2 separate regions of the Mus musculus genome follow, and region 2 is linked to region 1. Evidence: chromatin contacts called from public HiChIP or PLAC-seq data. All regions are on one chromosome and are shown on one strand. Each heading gives the region's core, a stretch centred on a gene start, on an enhancer-like site or on the middle of the called end of the contact. The rest is flanking DNA. Distances are from core to core; before and after follow the strand shown. Region 1 holds the start of Klk8 (kallikrein related-peptidase 8). Region 2 holds the start of Shank1 (SH3 and multiple ankyrin repeat domains 1).

Region 1 (7,178 bases), core at 242-2,741:
TTCCTGCACAAGGAGGGGTGGAGGGGGTGAGGAGTGAGGGTGGATCTTGGAACCCAGAAGGAAGTTGGGGGTACTTGGGGGTTCTTTCCACTCCTTCTCCCTCAGAACCCATTCATCTTCCACCAAGCCCAGGAGTCCAGGCCCTAGCCTGTCTGCCTCAGATCCAGCAGTCCTCCTTAGCCCTCCTCCCTCAGACCCAAGTTTTAACTTCCTCCTCTTCCTCAAACAGAGCCCTGAGCCTCTTCCCTCCAGGTCCACCCACATGTGCCCAGCCCTTCACTCACTGTTTTTTGCAGTGGGCTGCCGTGAGGACCCATCTGTCTCCAACCAGGACACCCCCACAGATCAGTCTCTCGCCCTGGAACAAGGCTGCCTGCCAAGGCTGGGAGTGGGGTATACACTCTCGACCTTCCAGGATCTTGGAGCCCTGAGCTCTGGTGAGCCCTGCATCAGGAAGGAGAAGGGTGGGTCGCCACCCTCGATGTCAGAGCCCCAGCCAGGAAAGCCACTGTGGGTTCAAATGGACACACAGGCCAGTTCCTCTGCGGACCGTCTCTTATGCCTTCAACAGATAAGTTTCCAGCATCCATTGGAACATGGCCACATGTAAGTTCACTGAGACCTGAGAATAATCAACACTAGGCACAGCCCTCACCATGCTTCCACGCACGTCTACACGAGTTCTAGACATCCCCACACCAAATTCAGCTTTGTCTGACAGGCAATAAGAATCTCTTCCGCAGCCATGCATCTATGGGAAACTCAACCCACTTCCTCACCACTGAGTTGCTATCTCTACTCGCTACCAAGAAAGCTCCCCGGTCCCCAAGCCCACCACAGGCACCCACACACCCACGTGTCAGAAGGAACTCACTCAGAGTCCAGTAACCCCTACCCCACTGAAGGCCCTGGGTGGTGGGACCTGTTCCTCTCACCTGCCCACGCTCCCATGAACAGAAGCAGAAGGATCCACGGCTGGATTGCACAGGGTGGGGGGCGTCCCATGGTGGCCTCTGAGGAAGAGGGTGGAACTAAGAGGAAGTCCGAGGGAGGAGCCTGAGATCTTGTTGTCTGGGGAACTGGGGGAAGGAGGTGTTTCCGGAGCTGTCTTGAGTCTTGCTGGAGGATGGAGCTAGGGGCTGAGAAAGCTAGGGCAGAGCTCTAGATCCCCGAATTTTAGTGTGGGGGAGAGCTTGCTGTTGGGGATCCAGACATTATAAAGGAGTTCTGGCCCACTTGTGAGATTGGAGAGAAAGATCTGAGGCTGTGACTCCAACGTCCTGGGGAAGAGGGAGCTTAAGAGACCCGCTTGAAGATCCTGAGAGAAAGAATGTGAGCCTGGGGGTGGGAGGGTCCTGGGCTCAGAGAAAGGGGACCTCCCTGCGCCTGAGGTCCGTGTCTGGGGACCTCTGCGCCTCACCTTCCAGAATGCAAGGGGCGGGGTCACTCGGACTCGGTGGAAGAGGCCCCCGGACTTCCCTTCGGTGTGTCGGGTACAAGATTTTGCAGCCTTTTAACGAGGAAGCCCCGCCCACGGCCCCGCCTTCTGCCCGCACCTTGCTGCGGTGCGGCTGAACCCGCAAGCGCTCGAGGAGGGGCACGGGCTGGAGTGACTTTAGGAGGAGGGACTGGAGCCTCGGAAACCGAGGTGAGGACTAGAGGGGCAGTGCACCGACCCCCGGGGTAGAACGGAAGAGATGGGTCGGAGGGAGGCAACTGGAACCTGGGCTCGTGGGCCTGATGGAGGAGGGCTGGTATTTGGATATCTTGGTCTGAGAGAGAAGGAACAAAGCCTGGACCCGAGTCTGAGGGAGAAAAGTGAAAGCTTGAATCCCCGAGTCCGAGGGAAGTGAGTTGGGGTTTGAATACCTCATCTGAACCCCTGGATTTAAGGGAGGAGCTCTGATTTAGACTTCGGAGTTGGAGGGTGGAGGTTGAATCTGAAGAAGGACTGGGGTGTTCTGCAGGGTCTGAAGAAGCAGGGGGCTGGAATTAAGTTCTCTGTCCTTAATGAAGGATGGGCTTGAAACTGAATTTTGTGAAAATTGGGAAAGGCGGTGTTCTGGTTGGGGACTTTGAGGGCGGGTCAGGAACCAGCCCGGGGCATCTGGGTAGGCAGGTTAGGGTGGCGCTGTAACCTGGTTTCCCCTTCCTCCCAGGGCGGCGGGACCAGCCCTGGCTGAAGTCCCAAGGTGCTGCAATAAGCTTGTTGTTAAGGTTGCAGAGGTTCGGCCGGAGCAGGTTCGTTCATTTACCCTTTCCTCCCAACCTGTGCGCACCCTGTATCCCACATTACAGGCGACAGGAAGTGATCGTTCCTATGGTTTATTCTGATTCACCTGGGGGCTCTAGAGAGATCAATGCTCCCATCATCCTATGTCAAGAGTCAGACCCAAAACACACTCGGAGCAGAACCCAGAGCTGTTTGAGGTCCACGTGCGCAGAATAGGCGCAGTCCTAGCGTGACTAGGAGTGGGGACAAATGGGATGGAGTCCAGAGAAGAAATCCTATTGGGTGAAATATGAAGGGTTGCAGCAGCTATTTAGGGAAAGATATTTCTTGGCGGTGATCCTGAGGGTTGGGCTATTCCAGAGAATGGTGATTAAAATGGTGTAGCATGGGCCAGGAGCAAAGGAGGTGTGTCTCAGTTGGTTTTTTTTTTTTTTTTGAAGGGGCGTGGTTTTATTATAATTGTTTTGCCTGGGAGCAGACCCCAAGAGGGAAGATGACCTAAGTGGGAGGAGTCTTCGGGGGAGACTAAGGAGTGAAGTCTGAGGGTCCGAAGTCTGAGAGGGCGGAGTTTCATCATGGGGCGTGCGGGGGTGCTTTGACACGCATCAGAGAAGCTGGGGCTCTGGAATCCTGCAGCATCCTCTCATTCTACATCCGTCTTCCTCTCCAGTCTGTCCATCTTAGCATGAACTCAGTTTTTTTCCATGGTGCTTTCAATCCACTCCAGGTAGTCAAAGACGTTAGTGTAGACAGCGGGTCTCCGGGGTCTGGAACAAGGCTCAGATCCTCCAGACACTATACCTGCCAAGGTTCCTTCGCACACCAGGGGTCCCCCAGAGTCACCCTGTGCATGGTGAAGAACAGAGCTGTTAGCTGGGTCTATTCATGAGAATCATCGGAAGCTTCCTCCTGAGAAAGCCTCTGCCATTCATCACCCAGGAGGGCCTGGTCTGTAGTCTCTCCTCCCTCATTTCCATGAATAAAAACTCACAGATCTCATCTCCCATCCCACCATGTAGCATCCTGGGCTCCCAGAACCTCCTAGTACTCAGCCTGGATCCCTAGGTCCTGGAGTCTGTGGTTCCAGCCATCTCCTACCCCGAGGTCTAGAAAAGTGCTTCCACCCTCCTGCAGGGGATGGCTCACCTGGCAAGAGCCTCGGCCACCCTCCCACAGGCCAGCGCACAGCATCTTCTCAGAGATGTGGCCCGGGTATGCCCAGCGGCAGAGCTTGTTGTCCAGAATGCTAATGTTGGCACACTGCAGTGTCATTGGATACTGTACTGTTGGGGGAGAAGGATGGAGGATGTTCTCAGAATCTGAGGCAGCACCCCTAAGAATCTTCCCTGACGCTGTTCCATCCTTGGGACTCCCACGGAGTCATGAGGCTGAGACTCAGAAATGAGATCCCAGACAGTCAACCCAGGGCTGGAGAATAGATGGCTAAGGGGGAGAGAAGGCCAAAGGGAGAGAGAGAGGGGGGGGGGAAGTGAAACAGGAAGGTCTGTCTGTCTGTCTGTCTGTCACAGGAGTGGGGTGAATAAAGACCAGGGAGGGAGATAAACATCCCTGAAGCGAAACCCACTGCCAGAGGCAAATTACAAGGCGGCCATGCAGAGAAAAGGGTTGAGAGATGTTATCAGAAACCAGACAACACAGTTCGGGGCACATGGTCTCTTGTTGCAGACAGAAATGTAGACTCTACTGCTACTCTGGGGGTAACCTGTATTATTGATTCTGCCAAGTAGATGCTATTTTGAGTGTGAGCACATTTTTGCCCATATATATGTATATGTGTATAATGCTGTATAGATTAGGTTGGCTTCAAATTCCTAGAGATCTGTCTGCCCCTACCTCCCAAATGTGGGGATTAAAACCCACCACATTAAACCCACCACCACATCCTGTTCTGAATTGTCTGTGTGTATATACGTGGTATATGCACATGTGGGGGGGGGAGGTGTGCACAGAGGCAAAGGAGGCCATCAGGTCTTCTGCTCTGACACTATAGAATATTCACTCAACACAAGGTCTCTCACTGAACCTAGAGCTAGGCTGGGAGCTAACAAGTCCTAGGGAGGAGGGGCCCCTGGGAAGAGAAGAGGGGGAAGATGGGATGAAGGGGAAAAAAAGGAGGAGGAGAGGAAGGAAGAGAAAAGAAGAAGATGGAGGAAGAGGATGGAGGGGGGGAGAAGGAAAGAGGGGAAGAGATTTAGGAGGAGACAGAGGGGGAAGAGAGAAGGAAGAGAAAGGGAAGAGACGAGAGGTGGTAAGAGATGAACAAGGGTTAAGGGCAAACCCATACATTTGGAGCTTGACACACTGCCCCAGCCAGAGATAAGGCACTGGGTGCCCACAGGTGGCCGGCTCTCGGTGAGGTTGAGGGGTTGCACAGCTGGAGTCAGCCGGACCTTCCGAGGTAGCCGGATCAGCATAATATCATCATTGTGGTCATTGGCAGAGAGATCTGGATTGAACCCAGGATGGGGGAAGAAGTCTGTGACCAGAAGCAGCTGCTCAGGGCCCTCCCACCGCCACAGATGATGCTCCCCGAGGCGGACCCACAGGTACCTGTGAAGACAGACTTCAGAGATCAGGCTGGGGACGGGGAGCTCGGTCCACCCAAGGTCCTGTATGCCCCTTCACAGCCACACACCCTCTCCAGAGCTCTGCTCTTTGTAGTCTACTTTCCCAAATCAGCCACCTTCTTCCCCATCCCACCTGGGGCCCCACTGGTGACATAGGTTCACTGGAACCTTGTGGATGCATAGGAACCCCACCTACCACACAAAAACAACCCCACCCCTGCTCTCACAAGTCTGGTAGCTTCTGTGGGAGTGGCTTTAAGTGTTTTCAACGTGTGTATGGTTAGGGGTGGGATATGGATAACTTCCAAGTTTTCCAGGAATCCTAAAAGCCACTTCCACCTGTAATATCCATTACTACCCAGGTATTTCTCCTTAGGTTCCCTGCTGCAGCTCCAGCAAACTTGCTTTGGTCTAAACTCATGCTATGCGCAGTTGGGAACTTTCTATGGTCTCCAGGTCCCCTAGCTTCCAACTATCAATAGGAAACATCAGGGTGATGATTAAAAACTTGGGGTTTGGGGAGTATGAGGTGTTATTTCTGTGTCTACTCCTCTCTGACACCCCGGGGATGAGGAAGCTAGCCCCTTCGTCTGTCTAGCTCTCCTAACTCCTCCCTCTCCACAGCCCTGTGATCTTGGGGGCTGATTCAAAATATTACTCTCCCAGCCCAAGATGGTGCTCATCTTGCAAGGATGCATGTTGGGAAATTCCTAGAGAGAATATTGGAAAAGCCTAGGTGACCTTGTCTGGAGAAAAGGTAGAGAGGATTCTTTCACCTTATAGTGTCCAGGACCCTAAAACAACTGGAATCAGGATCCCAGAATGCTAAGAGTCTAACACCTCATTCCTGTGCTTCTGAGATTGGGAAGTTCAACTCAAGGGACCATATAGATCTTATTTTGTCAGAAGTCCAAGATTTTTGTCCTATGGTTGTGAAAGCCCATCATTCTAACACGGAGGGGGAGGAGGGGGAGGGGAGGGGAGGGGGAGGGGGAGGAGGAGATTGTTAGAAGAACAGGTGTTCAAGGCCACTTTTGGCTACATAGCAGGTTTAAGAACAGCCTGGGCTATTCAAAACCCTGTCTCAAAAACAAACTGAAGGATTTTAAGATTGTCTGCTCAAAGATTCTAGAATCCTAGTATTCTAGGACAGTAAGACAAGAGTTTTACAGATCTAGTACCCAGATAAATATTTGATTTAGAGAACATTAAACATCCAGAGTTCAGAGCCATTCTTGGTCCACAAGACTCTGCAAGGGTGGGATTCTGGGATGTTAAACCTGTCAGGTCTTACATGTTCATCAGTCCATTCCTAACACTGTGGTCGGAAATCTAGTAATTCCTGACTACAGGCTCGTAGAATTTTCCCTTCCTTCATTCCTTTCTCTCTATCCTTCTTTCTTTCTTCCCTCCACTACATCACTCTTTCTTCCCCTCCTCTCTTCGTCCTCTCTCTTTTGTCTTCCCCCAATCACTCTTTGCTTTCTTCTTTCTCTCTTTTGCTTTGTTGTTGTTGTTGTTGTTTTTCTTGAGAGAGTTGCATGGGTTTCAGCTGGCCTAGAACTTATGTAACTGAAGATGATCTTGAATTTCTGATTGGGCTGGGATGCCTATTCACAGATGCCCAGCACTCTGTGAAGGCAGATGTCTCTGGATCTCTGTTCCAGGTCAGTCTGGTCCACATTGCAAGTTTCAGGATAGCCATCATTACTACACAGTGGGACCCGAAGAACGTATGTATTGAGTCTTAGAATCAGGTCTCTGAGCAGGTAGCTAAGAGCCCTGGTTTAATGTCAGCTGTCTCCAGCCTCCAGTTCTGAGCCCCCAAAACCTCAAGCCAGGCCTTCCCCTCTCCGCCCCCCCCCCCCGGTTCCCAGTCCCAGCTGGGGCTGGCCAGCTCTGGACACTCACGGCTTTCGGCAGTGAGCAGCTGTGAGCAGCCATTGATCATTGATGAGCGTGGCTCCACAGAGCTGCCGGGTGAGGTAGAAGAGGCCAGCCTGCCAGGGCTGAGAGTTGCGTACGCATTCCCGGGCTCCGACGGCACGGGTGTCAGCTCCACAGTGGCCTAGGGTGCGGTGGAGGGCACAGGGGTCAGAGCCAGCAGGTTGGGGAGAGCTCAGGGAGGAGTTTCTTGGGGAGTCCAAAGGGTGAGGACACCTTATAGGGGAACATGGGGTTGGAGGGTGCAGGTCTGGGCTTCTCACCTGCCAGCAGAGAGAACAGCACCAAGGTGAGTCCCAGCTTCATGTCCTTGGGCACAGGTCCTTTGGCCTGCTACTGGGCGCCTGGCCTTCTTTATGGTAAGCCATAGAGATCTTCCTTCCTCCTCCGTTGGGGCCGCCCTGTGATTAATC
Region 2 (7,261 bases), core at 62-2,561, 510 kb before region 1:
TGGGGATGGGCTGGGGGGAGGGAGGGTTGGGGAAGGAAAGACGAAATGTTTAAGGAAGAGAGTTCCAAGAACTGTAGGCGAGCAGGCGTCTAACCACGGGCTGAGGAACCCTCCCCCTCGCGGGGACCGAGCTCTGAAGCACCCCATCCCAGGTACCCTGCCTTGTGGCTCAACCCGCTGGGCTGGGGAGGAGACCCGGGCCTCCAGCTCAGTCTGCTGACCGCCCTACACCACATCCCGCCTGGCAGTGTGACCTCAGCCACTCCCCCTCGGCTGACCCTGGCTGACATCCCCTTTGCAGCCCCAGCTCTGCAGGAAAGGGGTGGCAGGTGGGATAAAAGGTCAGCAAAGGCTAGGTCCCCTATAGCGCGGGCTCCACTGCCCCAACACCCAGGACAGCTCGGGGCCCCTCCCCCTCCGGCCTCGAGGGAGGGAGCGGGCACACTCCGCCGGGGCGGCATGAATCAAAAGCTCGGCGGCTAAGAATAGCTGGCACGCAGCTGGTACCGAGACGGGCTGAGGAATCGGCGAGGGGGGGGGGTGGCTAAGGGGAGAGAGGGGGTGCCCTGAGAGGCTGCGGGGGGACAGGGGACGGCTGGCGTGGCCAGGAGCCGGGCCCGGGGAGAATGAATGGAGGTGGAGGAAGGCGGGAGCAGGGAGGTTGGTGAAAGAATAGCCCTGGGTCGGGAGAGGGAGCTGGGACTGGGGGCGGGAGCAGAGGGGGCGCGCCGGCCTGCGGAGAAGGAACCTGAGGCGCGATGGGCACGCGAGGCGCGGGTGGAAAGGAACTACAGACGCCTGGAAGGGGCGCCGGGTCCAGGCGTCGTAGGAGGCTCTGGCCCAGACCCTGGGTTGGAGTGGTTGGAGACCAGGGTGACCTAGGGGAGGGGCCCAGGTGTGCTGGGGTGGGCGAGGCGGGGGAGTGGCCGAGCCGGGTTGGGAGGCGGGGACCAAGACCCAGTCTTGGCCCCGGAGAGCCTCCGAGACCAGTTCGGCTTAGGGGGCGCAGCACGTGGGGGATGGGGCACACCCTCCTAGCAAGGATACGATCTGGGACGGGGCACTCGGGACCAGGTCGCAACCCAATTTGATGTCACCCTTAGGGGCCATGCTACCTTCCACACCCTCACCCCCCCATACACACACCCTAAATGTACACCCAGGCCGGAGCCGGCGCCAGGCCAAGGACATCCGGGGCGCCTCCGCCCTCTCCCGCAACCCCAGTTCTCGCAATTGCACCCTACCCCAGAACCACCCTGTAGTGTCCCGTGCCCTTACCTGCCTGGCGGGGCTGCTGAGTCCCGGTCGGCGCCTCCACTGCCACCCGGCTCGCTCTCTTTCGCACTCGCTGTCTCTCCCTCACCCGGTCTCTCTCTCTCTCTCTCTCTCTCTCTCTCTCTCTCTCTCTCTCTCTCGCTCTCCTCTCTCTCCCTCCCTCCCCTCCCTCCGCCCTCTCCCCTCCCTCCGGGAGCCCGCAGAGAGATATCGCCCCTCCCTGAGCCCCCAAACCTCGCCCATTCTCCCCCCAACACACGCGCGGCTCCACCCCCCCCCTCGCCCTCCTCCACCCTTCATCTCCACTGCCCCATCCTCAAACCCAGACTCCACCCCTGCTCACCCCCATGTACCCCTAGTGGGATCCTGCTCTTCCTAGGGGAGCCCCTCCTCCAGATTGCTCCCCACCCTTTCTACACATGGTGGGGTGCTATTTGTATTTGTAGAGTCTGTATGTTCCCAAATCGAATACTGTGGGTTATAGATTCTGGTCCTGTACCCCCAAATGTGTGTACCTTCACCCCTCCACCCCGACACACACACACATACCCCTCCCCACATGCACACAACTTTCCATATGAGCTCACATACATGGAAGTACCTGAGGCACATACCCCTTCCCCCAAGCTGGTCCTGTAAACCAAGCATACCCACAGCTACCTACTCCTTAGGGCATGCTTGCCCAGTACACACAACCAGAGACACACACCCAGCTTCATGCACAATGTCACACCCCTGTGCCACAGCATACCGACAGCACCCTGCAAGATTGACCTACACCATACTCCAACTACATACTTAGATCTACCTACAAGAAGCACGGTAGACAGACCTGTGTGCTGTCCGAGCCAGCTCACCCACTCCACTGGTCATCACAGGTGTTTTTGCCTGTTTGCCTGTACACCCTGCCCACAGCACACCTCCCACCCCCCCAGCTATCCTTGAGTATACTATAGGTGCCAGGTTCAGTGACTTCTTTCCTGTCAAAGCACACAGAAAGGCTAAGTAATTTGGCCCAGGCCACCCAGCTATAAAGAGGTGGTATCAAGGGTGAAGAACACAGAAGGCTGTCTCCATCTTCTCCACAGGCCTGCTATGGTGTTTCAAAGAACATACCTGAAGATGTATACCCTTCTGCATTCTATAACGCCTCCAATTTCACACACATGGACACACAAAGCTAATTGTGTGCAGGTAGTCAGCTTTCTCCTACCTGGTACATTCACAGAGGAAGGCAGATTCATTCAGCATATTTCAGCCCTCTTCAGCCATGACTTCCACTTTGCCCAGCAGCGTCCCCAGGGCCACTAGGGAACACCAGCTCCTACAGAGGGTTGTTCTAGATAGTTTCTGAGTTTGTCTTCAGCTGCAGCTTCTCTGGGGCATCCTGGGATAAACTGGAGTTGGTACCCAGCTTAGAGAGGCCCTCATCTTGATGCACCCACCCAGGTGCCGAGCAGCTGCGCCCATGGAGAACAGCTGCTGGTGCTGGTACATACACTGAGCGGCTATGAGGCATTCTGCAGTTTACAAAGCCCCTCTGCATTATATGGAGGTCTCCAGCTTCCGAAGAGAGACCTCCGTGCTACAGATGAGCATCCGAGAGGCTCCGAGAATCAGTTGGCTGCCCAAGGTCACTCTGCCCTCTGCGTACTAGGCTTTCTTGAAAACTGGTGTGTTCCTTTACAAGGCCCCTCATGGGACTCACAGCAGCTGAGGGCAGATGTGAGGTACCTGCTTGGAGCCAGCAGCCTTGGTACATGATGCCACACCTGTGACCTCCATACGGCTGCCATGTCTCCTCTCTGAGCTTCTTTGCTTTTTCCTTGCAAACCCTGGGCCCCTAGATCTTTGGCTCATGAATTGGCAGGACCTGCGGGACTAAAGCTCTGCAGGACTCATGAGCCTGGCATGGTGTGGGTAAGGCATGGCCATCTACTCTCCTGGCATTGGAACCTTCCACTGCCCTCAGCGCCTGCACTCAGGCAGACACCTTGAGAACTCCGGTGCAACCTAAACACAAAAGTCTGATTTTTAAGGCCTTTTACCAAGCTGCTGTAACATTGGTCTTATTCATCAGTTTAACTGAGTACCAACTAGGTGCTAGGAAGTCCTGCTTTGATTTGGGGATACAGAAGTAGCCCCAAAATCTATGCCTTGGTCTGCAAGAGACAGATGTAAATAAACAAGCCCATACTGGTTGGACCATACCTAGAAGAAAAGGGGGCATTTTGAGAAAGCATCTCACATGGTGGGCAGAGCTGAGGCTTCAGTAATGAGAAAGAGCTGAGGGAAGAGTTTGCAGAAGGAGGAAAAGGCTAGGAAGGACAGAGTGGTGATGGAGGGTGAGGGGAGATGAGGTGAGACTGCAGAAAAAACGGTTCTCTCCCAGGCCCCAGCCCTGCAGGCTGCACTGAGGACCGAGGAGACCGCGGTTTGGCTTCTCTCCTGCTTCTGATGGGAAGGTGAGGAGGCAGGGGCGTGGGGAGTAATGTGATCTGATTTATGGTTTGGAAGGATTGCTCTGGCTGCGGCAGGCAAGCAGCCCAGATTGGAGGGGCTCTGTAGAAGGAGGGAGAGTAAGGGGAGGCCACTGCAGTGGTCTAGGCTGGGATAAGGCAGCTTGCAGAGGGTTCTCTACTCACGGCCAGTGCTTGGTTAGTATACATACTGGAGATACCTGCTCTGACTGTCAACCCTTCTCCTCCCTTGATGGGGGAACCACTGGGCTCACTACCACCCCTCCCACCCCAGCATCAACCTGCTCAGGGCCTGGCCTGCAGGAGAATCTTGTAGTTACACCTTTTAAGCAGCACACATGCATGCTGTTCACACATATCCCCACAAGCAGGCACCACATACAAGGGCTGGTAGGGCCAGGACAGGCCATCTGGGTAGAGGATGGGAGAGCCCCGGAGCCTGAGAATGTTAGAAGAGTCCCCTTCATTAGGCTGTGTGGTCAGCGGTGACCACAGGATAATAGCAACCTTAGCATACTCTCTGCAGTGTGCCCCCTCCTCAGGAATGGCCAAGACAGAGAGAAGTGAACAGTCCAAAGCTGGCATCCTATCATAGCCTGCTTTGTTCTGAGAAGACTCCTGGACCAAGGCTGAGGCCTACCAGTACCAAGGATGCCCTGGAAAACTTTCCCCATCTTCCTTTTATCCATATAAGTGCTTGTACTTGCAAAAGGGAGGAAAGAGGGCAGAAGCAGAGGTCTGGAAAGTGGCAAGGGGTGGGTGTGGGTAGACCCAAGGCGGGATCAGGCTTTGGAACGTTGGAGGTTTCCGGCCACAGAGGCAGAGCCTCCTGGAAGCCAATAGGGGCGGGGAGACTCACCAAGAGAAGCTGAGGAGATCAAAAGTTGAGACAGAGCAGATCAGGAGGGAAGGCAGAAGAGAAAGCCTGGCAGAAAGAAGGTCCAAGGGGCTTGTGAGCTGCCCACCAGACTGGGACACTTGCTAGGTCTATACAGCAGTCCTACCCCTGGCATTCTGACCTCTCTACTATTTGGGTGCTGGGAAGCCCAGCTGGATGCAGGCAGCCTGGCTCTTGGGGGCCCTAGTGGTCCCTCAGCTTTTGAGTTTTGGTCATGGAGCCCGAGGTCCTGGGAGGGAGTGGGAGGGAGGCTGGGGAGGTGCCCTGGAGGAGGAGAGAGAGCGGGAGTCACAGATGTTGAAGGTGAGTGTTGGAGGGGCACTGTGGGCTTGAGATGAAGTGTTCAGATGGGTAAAGAAAAGTAAGGGGGTTTAGATGGAACAATGGGTTCAGAAAAGAGCTGAGAGGGTAGGCGGGAAGGAAACTGACATGCATTCTCTGACCCAGAATCTCCAGGAGGCCCTAGGGCTGCCCACTGGGGTGGGAAATGAGGATAATCTTGCTGAAAACCCTGAAGACAAAGAGGTCTGGGAGACCACAGAGACTCAAGGGGAAGAAGAGGAAGAGGAAATCACCACAGCACCTTCTTCTAGTCCCAACCCTTTCCCCAGCCCTTCTCCCACACCAGAGGACACTGTCACTTACATCTGTGAGTATTCAGAAGCCAGGGTGGCCTGTCTGTCAAGCACTGACCCAACTCGGAGGCCAGACACATCAAAGGGGCCCAAGGTCCCCAGATGTGTCTGCCTGTCAAGAGTTTAACCCACTGAACTTCATAGACATGGTCACACATCCCACAGATCGCCTCATCCAATCCGCTTTTGGGAGTCTGAGGGCCGTGCCCTCCATGTCCTTAGAGCCCTTAATTGTGCCTCTAGTTGTGCCTTCTGTCTTTTCACAGTGGGCCGCTTGGCCAGCCTCGATGCAGGCCTACACCAATTGCACGTCCGTCTGCACGTTTTGGACACCCGTGTGGTTGAGCTGACCCAGGGGCTGCGGCAGCTGCGGGATGCTGCGAGTGACACCCGCGACTCAGTGCAAGCCCTGAAGGAGGTCCAGGACCGTGCTGAGCAGGAGCACGGCCGCTTGGAGGGTGAGTCTCAGCAGCACAAAGAGGGCCTAGGTGGGAGGAGGAGACCCATGGAGGTCTGAAGACCTGGAGAAAACGGGTATCAGGATACCAGAGGGTCCACATAGAACTGGGAGGTGCTGGCACATCTAGAGATGGATTGTGAGGTGGGTGAGACTTTTCTTGCTCCAACCTGTGCCACACCCTGAAAGCCCCACCCATAGTCTGGAACCGCCTACACCCTGGCCACGCCCCCGAAGGCCCTGGCTCCACTTCACTAACACACTACTGCTCTAACGAGGCTCCCCTTGGCCCCACCCTTTTCAACCCTCCAAAGCATTGGCCCTGCCCCTGACAGCCTGGCCAGGCCTCACTGGTCACAGAAGTTCTAATCCCTCCTACTATCCACGCCTCCTCTGTCCTCAGCGCTTTGGCTCCTCCTGATGGTTTTCCACCCCTGAAGGGTTTGTCTCCTTTTAACCACGCCCCCAGCACTCCCGTCTTGGCTTCACTGGTCACCGCGGTTCTAACTTTGACTCCGCCTCTTTTTAGCCCCCGTCGCTATAAAACCGCCCCCTGCAGTCCTGGCTCTGCTTCATTGGTTTCCGGGCCTTAGCTCTTTGGCCCCGCCTTCAGTAAGCCTGCCACCACCTCATTGGCCATCCTTCTTATGACCCTCCTTCACCTGGCCCCGTCCTCCACCCCAGGCACCGCTCGACGGCTCAGGCTCCTCCCTCTACCTACCGGACCCGCCCTCTCTCCCCTCCTGCAACCTTGGTTCCACCTCATTGATCACCTAAAGGCCTAGCTTTGGCCTCGCCCCCTCCTACCCGCAACGTTCTGACTCCGCCTCACCCTACACACAGGCTGCCTGAAGGGCCTGCGCCTTGGCCACAAGTGCTTCCTGCTCTCGCGAGACTTCGAGACCCAGGCGGCGGCGCAGGCGCGGTGCAAGGCGCGAGGTGGGAGCTTAGCACAGCCTGCGGACCGCCAGCAAATGGATGCGCTAAGCCGGTACTTACGCGCCGCTCTCGCCCCCTACAACTGGCCGGTGTGGCTGGGAGTGCACGATCGGCGCTCCGAGGGGCTCTACCTTTTCGAGAACGGCCAGCGCGTGTCTTTCTTCGCCTGGCACCGCGCATTCAGCCTGGAGTCCGGCGCCCAGCCTAGTGCGGCAACACATCCACTCAGCCCGGATCAGCCCAATGGCGGCGTCCTGGAGAACTGCGTGGCCCAGGCCTCAGACGACGGTTCTTGGTGGGACCATGACTGTGAGCGGCGCCTCTACTTCGTCTGCGAGTTCCCCTTCTAGAGAACCGGTCTCTGCCCAGGAGCTCTAGTGCACATTTTGCACCGTACACCGCGCACCCTATTGTTAGGGGCCTGGGAGTCGCTCAGAGATTAAGCGTGACCATGAATACATTTTAATCAGAAGAGGTTTTTTATTTTAGATACTGGCACCCAGACTGATTGGGGCCAGGTGTGCTCCTGAGATTGCTTCCAAGATGCATTATCAGCCCAGGGATTTTAAAGGCAAAC

Evidence for each region. HiChIP or PLAC-seq counts read pairs in DNA pulled down with a chosen protein or histone mark.
Region 2: an H3K27ac HiChIP or PLAC-seq map of embryonic stem cells shows a contact between it and region 1, with 3 times the contacts expected there. The contact joins the promoter of Shank1 here to the promoter of Klk8 in region 1. A contact is called at or near these places in 6 of 39 promoter capture datasets (the 3T3-L1 cell line, cranial neural crest, embryonic stem cells and 2 more), 1 of 484 Hi-C or Micro-C datasets (epidermal suprabasal cells) and 4 of 115 datasets of contacts at active chromatin or transcription factors (bone marrow-derived macrophages and embryonic stem cells).

Annotation. Positions count from the first base shown.
Region 1 is chr7:43,791,890-43,799,067 of GRCm38.p6, reverse strand. Klk8 (kallikrein related-peptidase 8) reads right to left here and starts at 1,491. Exons shown (of 5, transcript NM_008940.3): 1 at 936-1,491; 2 at 285-444; 3 at 1-3. The coding sequence starts at 1,005. It overlaps Klk9 (kallikrein related-peptidase 9), which reads right to left and starts at 7,177. Exons shown (of 5, transcript NM_028660.3): 1 at 7,029-7,177; 2 at 6,733-6,889; 3 at 4,539-4,804; 4 at 3,380-3,516; 5 at 2,312-3,077. The coding sequence starts at 7,071. The coding sequence ends at 2,925.
Region 2 is chr7:44,304,314-44,311,574 of GRCm38.p6, reverse strand. Shank1 (SH3 and multiple ankyrin repeat domains 1) reads right to left here and starts at 1,311. Exons shown (of 25, transcript NM_001034115.1): 1 at 1,279-1,311. Clec11a (C-type lectin domain family 11, member a) reads left to right here and starts at 4,616. Exons shown (of 4, transcript NM_009131.3): 1 at 4,616-4,956; 2 at 5,101-5,302; 3 at 5,555-5,746; 4 at 6,589-7,261. The coding sequence starts at 4,810. The coding sequence ends at 7,034.